2 separate regions of the Sus scrofa genome follow, and region 1 is linked to region 2. The links are chromatin contacts, called in public HiChIP or PLAC-seq maps. All regions are on one chromosome and are shown on one strand. The core of a region is the stretch at or near the end of the contact, and the rest is flanking DNA. Distances in the headings are between cores, read along the strand shown. Region 1 overlaps RNF150 (RING finger protein 150). Region 2 holds the start of RNF150 (RING finger protein 150).

Region 1 (5,618 bases), core at 2,139-4,638, 61 kb after region 2:
AGGTTAGGAGTCCAGCATTGTCACTGAAGTAACTAGGGAAGCTGCTATGGCTCGAGATTGATCCCTAGCCTGGGAACTTTCACAGGCCAAGGGCATGGCCAGAAAGCAAAACAAAACAAAAAGAAAACAAACAAACAAACAAAAAAACACCCACAGACCAGCCTAGACTATTGTCTTTTCATAGGAGAATGTTATCACACTCAGAAATCCCATATTTAGATTTATACCATATTTTAAATTGATGAAACTCTCGACCAAATATTTCCTGCTTTTTCCAGCAGGAAATTTCCTTCTCGCTCCCCTTTACTTCCTCTTGCACTGTCTTCCTTTATTTTCCTCCTTTCTTTTTCTGTTTTCCTTTTTTCTTGCCAGATAATGCAGAAGTATTCAAGTTCTTTAGTTCTTAAGAATTAGTCCAGAAATGCTACACAATTTTCTTTTTAATTGAAATATAGTTGACATACAATATTGTGGTAGTTTCAGGTGTACTACTTAGTGTTGCCATTTTGTATACATTGTGAAATGATCACTATGGTAAGTCCAGTAACCATCCATCCCCACACAAATTTATTACAGTATTTTTATTGACTAATATTCCACCGAGTTTTCTTATTCCATTTTTTTTTTTATGGCTGCACCCAGGGCATATGGAAGTTCCTGGGCCAGGGACTGAATCTGAGCCACAGCTGTAGCAATTCTGGATCCTTCAACCCACTGCCCCAGGCCTGGGATCAAACGTGTGCTTTCACAGGGACCTGAGCTGCTGCAGTCAGGCTCTTAACCCACTGCACCATGATGGGAACTCCCTTATTCCATTATTTTAAAAGACGAAATTCGCCAGCAATGACCTGTAAAAGGCTTTTTCTGTTTACTTGAAATCAGTGCTAAGATTTGTCATAAAAATTCCAGTGACAAGCCAATTTAGCTCATTTAGGAGTGTGTATCTTGACTCTATCCTAGGGGTTGAAAAATACTTTTTATGTGAATTTTTCCATAGAGACCCTTAATTTTTACCTGTATTCTTAAATGATTATAGAAGTCTTCTATTCGGCTTTTTCTCTGGGCTTTTTGAGATGTTTTTCCATCTTAGCATAAAACGCCTTTATGAGAAATTCTTCTTTCTGAACTTGAAAATGGGAATCAAGGGTGAAAGCTTAAAAAGACCACCTTTTAGTAATTTATGGTTAAGTTGTTTGGCAGATAATTATGTGATGATATTGATTGATCATGAAAACCAATCTAGATCATTAGGATCAAGGAAATTTTTTCCTCAGCAGTAGGGAGATAATATGCCCTGAATTTAATCAAAGAGTACCCCTTCTCTGGTTTTGACCATGTCAAGCCAGGCACTTAATGCTTAACCTAGAACACTGGTTCTTGCATAGTAGTTAGATTGTACTAGTTAGATTGTACCTACCATATAGACACAGACTTTGAATGAATCCGATAAGTAACCTGTCAACTCGTTGCAAGAGCTTCAATAAAGCTGATCTATTTGGATTTTCCTAGAGCTGCAATAAAGTCGTCTATTCGTGGTATGTCTGATAGGACTGACCTGTTTTCTCTCCATAAAAAAAAAACAACAAATTTTTTTGACTTAGAATTCTAATAGATTAAGGATGACTTCAAACTTCTACCCCAAAAGATTGGCGACCTTGATTACTCTATCTGCATTCTTTTACAAATAATAAGAAATTGGTATTTTAAGCAAACTATTTTATCTGTTATTAAAGCAGTTCCACGTGAAAACTGAATTAGGCAAGATGATCTCTTTGGAATTAATTAATCTGAAGTTATTTAAAAACATGTTGTGTATAGTGGGTACTCAGTATTAATAATTCAGGCTTAACGCTAATTTACATTAATAGTCAACCAACTATTTTACATTATTTATGTTTTGTCAACCAAGTCAACCACATATTTTACATTATTTATGTGTTTAGTGTTTGGGGGAAAGATCTGCTTTGCAAACATTTGTAACAATATTCAGATAGAGTTAAGATTGCAGAGGCCTTTTAGTTTTACAAACTGTCACAGACCAGTGCTAACTAAGGTCCTAGAGCCTTTTGCTTAGAAAACTTTAGAACGTGTATAACTTCACTTAAAATAAAAACTTTTAATCTGAGTTCTTGATATGGATAACTGCTTTAGTATCAAGATATATCTGGATTTGTGTCTAAAACATTTTGAAAGTGTGAACTTAAAGGTTCCATAAAGGTGGCATTGGTATCTTTTTTTACATTAAACTTCAGAATCTGACTTGCTCTTTGCTCACTTGTTCGCAGTTTGGGGTCCCTTTTGACACCTTCTCCACAGAAAAGAAGCGTTGATATTGCTGCAAAGAATAAACTGAACTTACAGATCATGGAGACACCTGTTTCTGAAATGTAAGGTGTAATTCGTAGTGTACTGAAATTACTGAGGAAGGGATTGATATTTTTGCACATACACAGAACAGGTGATAGCTTTTTACAGTGGCTCCTTGCTCTAATGTTCCTGCATCCAGAGGAGAAGGGTCATAAGAGGAAATAATTTAACAGCAGGAGGAGGAACTTCATGCTGATTCATACCTTCCTGAAGTGAATACACTTGGATCGGATGAGTCAAATAGCATTGAGAAGGGTTAGAAAATAATCACAATGAAGAGATTGGGAAGGTGAAGCTGCTACCCATGCAGAGAAAATGCCTGCAATGTGTTATTTCGACCCAAGCAGCTTCTGGAAACAAGCCTTTTCTGAGGTTGCTGTATGAAGATAGTGGATTCCAGCCAGTTTCAGCATCCAGATGGAGATGGATTTGCTAGTTCTGCGCCATCTCTATTTGGGAGATCATATGACGTTGCGCGACTTTGTGTAGTTAGATGGAGGGCACGTTTGCTGAAGGAATCAGAATTTGATAGACAGTTGGAGTGAACATTGCCTCATAAGGCAGTGGTCTTAAGGTTTCAAGGCTAGTTTTTCCAGCGTTTGAGCTCTTGAGAAATATTACTACATTGCTGAGTCTAGTCTGTCTTTGGAGGAATTATAAGGAACTCCTTCCTTCTTAGAGCATACACACCCTAATCTGTTGTGTTTTAAAGCTCGCTTTTCATGAGGAGGCATCACTTAGTGGTTACCTAACAGCCACTGGTATAGAAAACTTAAAATATGTTGCAAACAGGAAGGGTTTATTGGCCCCCTATATTTAATTCTAGAAACGGTTTCTGTTTCAATATTTTAAAATAGTGTTTTCCTGTTTTGAGAGGGGTCAGGAACATTCAGAAACCCGTTATGTGATGAATTTCTCTCTGGCACTTTCCTTTGCTGCCCCTGCTCTTCACACACTGATCCCAAGCCTGTGGTGGCCACACCATAGGTCACAGTAACCCAGATGCAAGGTTCACTGGTGAAACCAGAGAAGCGGGTTGATTTGGAGACCTTTAGCCCTGTGATATACAAGGAACTTACTTAAGACTTGTCAGGGTATTTAACTTGCAGCTTATAAAGCCACATTGCAGTCAAACCCTCTGCCTCGCCCTTAATTCAACAAATAATCCTTGAGAAACTACCTCTCACCTCACTGATGTCCACCCCCCCCACCCCCATGTTACTGCTTTTGGTTTTTGTCTTTTATTTTGTGTCATTGACTTTTTAAGGCGTATAATGGAAATATAACTGATTAGGTTTTTAATAGAGGAAAGCCACACATAAAACATTCTAGTCATAACCCTTCACTTCACAGTATTCACAACCTGTAGGTCAAAACAGAAACACACATAGCTAATGATGGTTAAGACTTTCCACGTGCCTACCATGTAAAAGGCAGACTGGAGTATGTTTCCTTATTTAGTCCACAAAGATTCACATGCCACCTCTGCTCCTTTACTTTCTGTGTGGCTTTTGTTTTCTCTTGTGAAATGGGGGAATTAATGGTTCTGAACTCATGGGGGTGTTGCCAGCACTAAATTAAAGTAGGCTTAGTGCTTAGAATAGCATCTGACACACAGCAAATGTTCAATATGTGTTTTATGATTATTAAGTAGAGTTTTAAAAGTCAGAAGAAAAAAAATTGAGAAATGTTGAAGTTATTTGGTTACATCAAAGGAGTCCATTTTTTAACTGTGATTAACTCCGTTAATGGAGCCACCAATTGGTTGCTTAGGACTTTTTGTCATGGATTCATTGTAAAGTGGTTCTTAGAGTTCAATAAGCAAGAAAGGCTAAAGCTGAAACCTTCAACTAAAAGAGTGTGGCTACTGGTTATTCATATTTTGTCATTACAAACCACCCAACCATCCCAGACACATGTACATGTACACAGACACACACACACACACACACACACACACACATGCAGGGGATGCATACATATGCTAAACAGGATTTGTAAAATCTGCCAAGGAAAGAATATCGTATTTTTGTGTGTGTGTACCCGGAGTCCATAGCATGTTGTAAATAATCAGTTTGTTTTTGCTCATAGCCCTAGTTTTATCAGCTCCTTCTTGAAGAATTATAAACGATGTCAGCTCCAAACCAGCACTTTGCACCTATGACTGGTGGAAATGTAAGCTGGCACAGTCTTTCAGGAACATAGTTTGCTTATTTTTATCAAGAACTTTAAAAATAATTCATATTATTTACCTTACTAATTTAAACTCTTGAGAGTCTATCCTAAGGCAATAATGTTTATGTACAAAGATACTTGTCTGCATTTACTTATTATAAAATAAAACCTTTGACACACCTACATAACAGTAAGGACAGAAAGGGAGATGAAGAAGTAAACCTTGTATGCTTAAGTAGAATTTAAAATCCATGTCCTTTAGAGAGGCAGTTCCTTCAGTTTTAAAATGTGTTTTTGATCAATTGAGGTAGCAGCTATGTGATTCAGATCCTTTCCACCTGCTAGGTGGGATATACTATAAATAAACTAACTTGCTAATGACGCATTTAATGCAATGTTTATATGTATAAATTTGTGAATGAATGAGCATTGAAACTCTCTACAAAGATTTTCTTCAAATGACAAATGTAATATCTATAAAATATAGAATGCCTATATGGTAGAATCCCAGCTATCTAAACAGTACCTTGGAACAAGGTCAGCTGGCTGGATGCCATGTTGTTCAAAAGTGCTGCTTCTAAGCATAGTATTATGAGTGATTTTGCACCCCACGTGTCTTATACACTTGTATACCTTCCAAAGGGCTAGTGTGTGTGTGTGTGTGTGTGTGTGTTTGTTTCTCTTATAATTCAAACTTAAAACATTATCAGTCTTATATAAGACCTAAAAGAAAAACTCCTCACTCCATCCATTTAAGAAATAGGTTTTACTATAGTTTTTATTTCACTTTTGTATCTTACTTTACCTTGGGCGTAATATATTTCATTGTCGTTTTTTCACCTTTAAACAGCTTGTTTTTCTACTCTAGTATAAAAATAAGTCTTCCAAATCTTCAAATTTTTAAAGAAATCGAAAGATAACTCCACTACAGGTTATTTGAGGAAAGTATTTAGTGTGCTTATAACAATTCTGCAGCTCATAAGTATCTGATTCTCATTTCTTAAATGCTTCAATAAAGTTTAAAATCTATATACCTTGGGAGGTATCTCCTTTACTTTTGACGTTGGGTTTATTTA
Region 2 (5,841 bases), core at 2,283-4,782:
CAGACCCTTATCATCGCCCCACCAGTCTCATTTTAATGCCCCTTCTCCCACCTTTAGCAACCTGGTCTACTCCTTCCTGCCTCCTACTGGGACAAGTATGGGGCCCACTTCTCACCTCACTCCTATAGAACCCTTATCAGCCCCCAACCAACCAGCAAGTGTATCTAAAGACCCTCTTTCCCCAACTAATCAGCAGGTCAGCAAGTGTATCATAAGATCTCTCCTCTCCCTGAGCTATAAAAACAGATACAACCATGCACCAGGGGTCGGCTCTTCCTGATTGTCGGGAATTCATCCTGCTGTGTTAGCAGTGCCCCTTCTCTTATCTCAAGAAACTCCTCTTTCTTTTCACCTTGCCATGCTGGAAAATTCTTTTTTCTGACCTGGGCGCACAGACCATGACACAAATCAGGAAATCGGCACTTGTAGGACACTCCCATCTAATCAACAGACTCCATTCAATTTTGGACACGTGTTTGTTTTCCTGTCTGGTCCAGGAGCCAACCCAGGATTGTTTATTGCATTTAGTTGTCATGCCTCTTAAGACCAATTGATTTTTCTTTCTCTGTCTCATGTAAACTTAAGAGTTTTAAAGAGTACAGACCTTTCATTTTGTAAGATGCTTCTCACCCTGTGTCCATCCAATGTTTCTCCACGTCCACACTCATTCTTAGCAGGATGTAACAGGAAAGATGCCGTGCTCTGCTCAGCACATCACATCATTGACACCAAGCAGGACCCTGTGCGACTCCAAGATCCAAATCCTTTCTGTGTCCCCCATTTCTTGTTTGTAGGAAATAGGCTTCATTCAGCTTCCTTGACCTTCCCTGAGCTCCAAACGTTGTTCAAACAGTTGCTGATCAGGGAAGGGAGGGAAAGCAGAAATGAGGAAGGGGCAGTCAAGAAATAGTGCAGCCTTAGGGTGCATTCTTTGTTCCTCCTCCAGGAATATATATAACAATATCTTTGAGTCCTTCTGCTGGATCTAAGGCCTTCATCCAGGAAGAATGGTAATTTCAGGCTGAGCACAGGATTCCTAGAGTACCAACTGTTCCCTAACCACCAACCAATCAGAAGAAAGACACACACCCTGTAGCCCTCATCCCAAATTTTGCCTTTAAAATTTCTCATCCCAAACCATCAGGGAGTTCAGGGTTTTTTAGTTTGAGCCACCCATTCTTCGTGCTTGGCCCTGCAATAAATCTTTCTCTGTTTCAAACTCCGATGTTTCAGTTTGTTTGGCCTCACTCTGTGCAGGGCACATGGACTTTTGTTTGGCGGCACCTGATATGATTTGATCCCTTCCTGGTGATGTTTATCTTGATCACCTGGCCAATTGGGTGTCTTCCAGGGTTCTCTTCAAAGAAGTCTCCTTTTCCCCCCTGTAATCAATAAGAATTTTTTGGAAGATACTTTAAGACTAGGTTAATATCCTGCTTTGGCTCAAACATCCACCCACCAGCTTTAACATCCACTGAGGACCTGCCAGAATCAACCAACATGGCCAAATGGTGACTTAACTATTTCCATCAACCATAAAAGAAGAGCTGTCCCTTATTTTTCATTTATTTATTTACTCCATCATTATTTATCCATTTATATTAGCATACATTCATGGACTACTGTTCTATCCAACAGGTTGTAATCACTTACTATCATTATTTATTTTGGTGGTCTATTTATCCCAGATTTGACCAGTAGGAGCTCTTTCCAGCTGGCTCATGTGTCCTTTTTGCATATTTCCATCATGCTTTGAGCACTTCTTACAAGAGTTTCCAAGATCACTTCATACTTTCCCAACCCAAGCCCTAGAATCAGCCCTGGTTCCATTTAATGGAGAAGAGTACTTAGAAACCTAGATCTTCTGGCCACCCACTGTGCCCATTTTTTTCTAGCTTCTGAATGACAATAGCTCTGCGGTATATATATCATGATTTCACACTCATTTTGGATCCAATCTAACACCTCGAGGTTTTTAATAGCTTTCTATCATTCCATATTTGAATTTCCTTCTCCAGCACTAAGAAATCCAGCTCCCACGATATTTAATATTTCACTTATTTGCCCAGTGCCCCTGTAATTAATCAGTCTCCCAAGCAGGATGGAGATCAAGAATCTCCTTGATCCTTCCATCTCTTCAGCCTCTAACTTTTCCAAGGGAAGGAAAGGGCAGGGATAGTCATGCATTCTTAATGACACAGGTTCACCAAGTTTTGTGGCTGGAAGAAAATCACTAAGAGATAGAGAGATATGGGGAACCACTTTGGTTTGTGAGGCATCTGTACAAAACCTCACTGGGCTTTTTTAGGCAAAGGACACTTCCCTCAGATCTCTGGTGGTTCAGAAACGAGCAGCCAGGCAGTCTCCACTTTTACCTTCTTGGTTTTAGGCACTATAAAAAGCACTGTCCCAATTGCCTAGAAGCCTATTTTCTAAAATGACTAAGTTTAGGGAAACACACAAATCCAGCACATCCAATACCATAGGGACAAATTCCTCTAAGTGGTTCTTCTTGTGCCTGCTTCTAATTTGGGTACAGCTGGGAGTCTTTGCTCTCCCCTAACAGCTACCAGCTATTTGTACTGCTGCTGGAAAAAGAGCAGTTGTGCTGATGGACAGCCATTAACAGATTTCTGTAAACACACTAAAGTCCTGGGGAAAAGGTGGACGTTTGTTTTCATCATGAAGTGGGTCCTCGGAGTGCTCTGTGCCAGCTGGGAAGTAAAATGTGGGTGATTATGAACCATCAAGCAAATTGTTTTCGAGACTACAGGGCAGGTATCTCAAGCTAAGGAACATGACCGTGTGAAAAGATAACAACCAGTCAAACATTAGTTGGTAAAGACCTATGCTACATCACAGTTTTAAGAACACTACTCTAGAGGGGCTGTACGCTCTGTTGACTAGTTGTGATCTCTATGCCAGACTAGACAATACACTGTAGACAATAATAACCCAAACAAACCTGCTTTGCCTATTGATACTAAGTCCTCTGTTACCAGTCAGAACAACCAGAATAAGTAGTGAGGAAATATCTCACCTGATCTCTTTCCTTATAGAGTCAGAAAACACTCATTCTATAGGAAAACAAATGTCACATGCTTGCTGCCAGATGGTAAGAAAGAAGCCCATTTCTATACTCACCCTAATATAGAGTGGTTCCTAGATAAGCAGCGTCAGCATAACCGGGAAATTCATTAGAAAAGCAAATTCTGGAGCCCCACCCCAGAGATACGGAATGGGTAAAGGGGGCGCAGATGTACACTTCGACTTGACAGGCACTGTTCTAGATAGTCCGGGCCTGGTGCTGGAAAGAACCTCGCTACCAACTAGCCTTACCCGCTGGCCCTAGGACGGGTAATTAGGGAGCTCACCGCAGTTCCTCCTGCAGTTCGGAAAACTGACACACACATTTCTCTACTTTTACAGCGCAGGAAGCAAGAGGCGCTTCCTTTTTTGCCTCCACCTGGACCAAGTCGCTGATTGGTTTGAATTTGAGACCCGGCAGGGGTCGCTGCTGCCCATAGAGAGAGACCAAGGGAGCGTGGCACGCGAAGCCCAGTCTTTGACATCACACTAAGCTCCTCCTTGCACACACTAGACACACACACAAACATATACAGACACACACACACGCAGACGGCGTACTTCTCTCCGGCCGCTTGCTCCCGCTACCCGCGAGCCGGCCCCTCCCGAGGCAAGTGTGTGCCGGGCGCAGCCAGCAGCGCGGCTAGGAGCGGAGCGCCCTCAGCCAGAGGGACTCGCAGCAGTGTCGGCCGCCGCGCCCGGAGCGGGACCCGCTCGTCAGAGCGCTCAGCGTCAGCGGCCGGGACACCTTGGCGGCACCTCCGGCTGGAAGCAGCCGCCCCCGCCCCCGCCGGGGCTGCAGGACGCCAGGCCGCCACCCGGCACGCTGTTGGGCCCCCTGCCACCTCTACGAAAGCAGGAGAAGCCGGGCGAAGGAGCAAGACGCTCGGCAGCTGGACTCTGTCGCAAGCCCCTAGCGCCCCCTCATCCTGCGCCCTTTCGGCGCCCGCAAAGCGAGATGCAACCGCCGCGCTCCGGCTGAAAGGGGAAGGGGCCGCAGCCATCCGCTTGCCTGGAATCCGGTCCCCGCGGCGGCTGCGCGTCCCGGCCACGGCCCCTCGGGCCCAGGAGTGAGCAGGAGCGGTAGCAGGAGGAGGAGAAGCGGCCAGCCCGGGGTTGGCCAGGGCCAGGGAGGAGGGACGGCGCGGGGGGAGCGCGCGGGGGGCGGGGAGGGGGACCCGGCGGATAAAGATGGCAATGTCTCTCATCCAAGCGTGCCGCAGCCTGGCTCTCTCAACATGGCTGCTTTCCTTTTGTTTCGTGCATCTGCTCTGCCTGGACTTCACCGTGGCCGAGAAGGAGGAATGGTACACCGCCTTTGTGAACATCACCTACGCGGAGCCCGCGCCGGACCCCGGGGCTGGGGCGGCGGGCGGCGGCGGCGGCGGCGGATTCGCCGCGGAGCTGCACACGGAGAAGACCGAGTGCGGGCGCTACGGGGAGCACTCGCCCAAGCAGGACGCCCGCGGGGAGGTGGTCATGGCCAGCTCGGCCCACGACCGCCTGGCCTGCGACCCCAACACTAAGTTCGCCGCCCCGGCCCACGGCAAGAACTGGATAGCCCTCATCCCCAAGGGCAACTGCACCTACAGGGATAAGATCCGGAACGCCTTCCTGCAGAACGCCTCCGCCGTGGTTATCTTCAACGTGGGCTCCAACACCAACGAGACCATCACCATGTCCCACGCAGGTAAGAGGCTCGGCGGGCGCGGGGCGGGGGAGGGGAGCCCGAGAAGGATGGAGACGCCGAGAAGGACCCAGCGCCCGCCTCTCCCTCCTAGCTCCTTTCTGGAAAGTCTGTGCTTTGCGAAAGCCGCGTTTCTGTTCCTTGAACCTACTAAGTTTTGCTATGTGTTACTTCGTGGGGTCTCCAAAGAGTGGGCTAACTGCATGGGATGCGGGGAGGAACCAGAGAGTGTGTTCCATTTCGCCTTGTGCCACTCGGACCAGGCTTGGCCCAGGGGTGCTGGACTAACTTTTCCGAGTCCGATCTGGAAGGTGGGGGACGGGGGACAGAGCTCGGTTGTTGTTTTAGGCCAGTGACGGCCCGGCACCTGTTTGGAACCGGTAGATCTGATAACCCAGCTCTGCACTTGGGTTTGTGCATCAGGTATACTGCTGCCGGCGTGGCGTTTGTGTATCAGGAGGTGGGTAGGGTTACCAGCGCTGGCGCTTGCCACTGCTAACTTGCTCAAGTCGGGTTTCAGCTCTTCGTGGGAGATTAAGAGTAACCCCCGCCACCCACTGGGTTGACGCACGTCATAAATAATACTGAAAATCCTGTGCTCTGCCAGGCTGTCATCCGGAGAAGCTGACAGGCGGTCATGATGGTAAATAATAACAATCCCACAACAACCCAAGAAGAGCTGGTGGCCATAAAGTTATGCCGGCTTTTCCAGTATTGCATTATCTTTTGCCTGCTTAAATATGCTGAATGTTTTCTTTATGGCGAGAATGGAATTTTTTCTCAGGGTAGAAAGAATAAGCTTTTCCTAATGGTCGCAGGGTGCCTGGACTAGAAATCCATGACTGCCCTAAAACTCGCTGTCTCTCCCCGGGCCTGGTAGGAACAACAAGTCCTCTCCAGGCTTGTCAGCAGAAGCAGTTCGGTTCAGCAGCCTCACCTCAAGTCCAGGGTGGCTTGTTGCTTCAGTACCCCGGAGAACCTTGCCCTCTTTCCCCAGAGGAGTTGCTGGGTTGAGGCTGTGGCATCCGGAGGGAGGAGGAGAGAATAGAAGTTGCAGATGTGTTTTC

The links. HiChIP or PLAC-seq counts read pairs in DNA pulled down with a chosen protein or histone mark.
Region 1: a contact with region 2 is called in an H3K27ac HiChIP or PLAC-seq map of skeletal muscle. The contact joins the enhancer-like site here to the promoter of RNF150 in region 2. A contact is called at or near these places in 9 of 47 Hi-C or Micro-C datasets (embryonic fibroblasts, fetal heart ventricle, heart right ventricle and 4 more) and 1 of 2 datasets of contacts at active chromatin or transcription factors (skeletal muscle).

What each region holds. Positions count from the first base shown.
Region 1 is chr8:86,145,748-86,151,365 of Sscrofa11.1, forward strand. All of the region lies in intron 1 of RNF150 (RING finger protein 150), which reads left to right. Among named protein-coding and RNA genes, the nearest start is that of RNF150, 61 kb to the left of the region's middle. Within about 2 kb of position 3,389, at least 6 of the 83 cell types and tissues checked have an H3K27ac peak or open chromatin away from gene starts, as enhancers often do. A contact at or near this core is called in skeletal muscle, where this site is marked.
Region 2 is chr8:86,084,406-86,090,246 of Sscrofa11.1, forward strand. It overlaps RNF150 (RING finger protein 150), which reads left to right and starts at 3,533. Exons shown (of 8, transcript XM_021101554.1): 1 at 3,533-4,777. The coding sequence starts at 4,279. It overlaps LOC106504720 (a long non-coding RNA gene), which reads right to left and starts at 828. Exons shown (of 4, transcript XR_001298412.2): 1 at 605-828.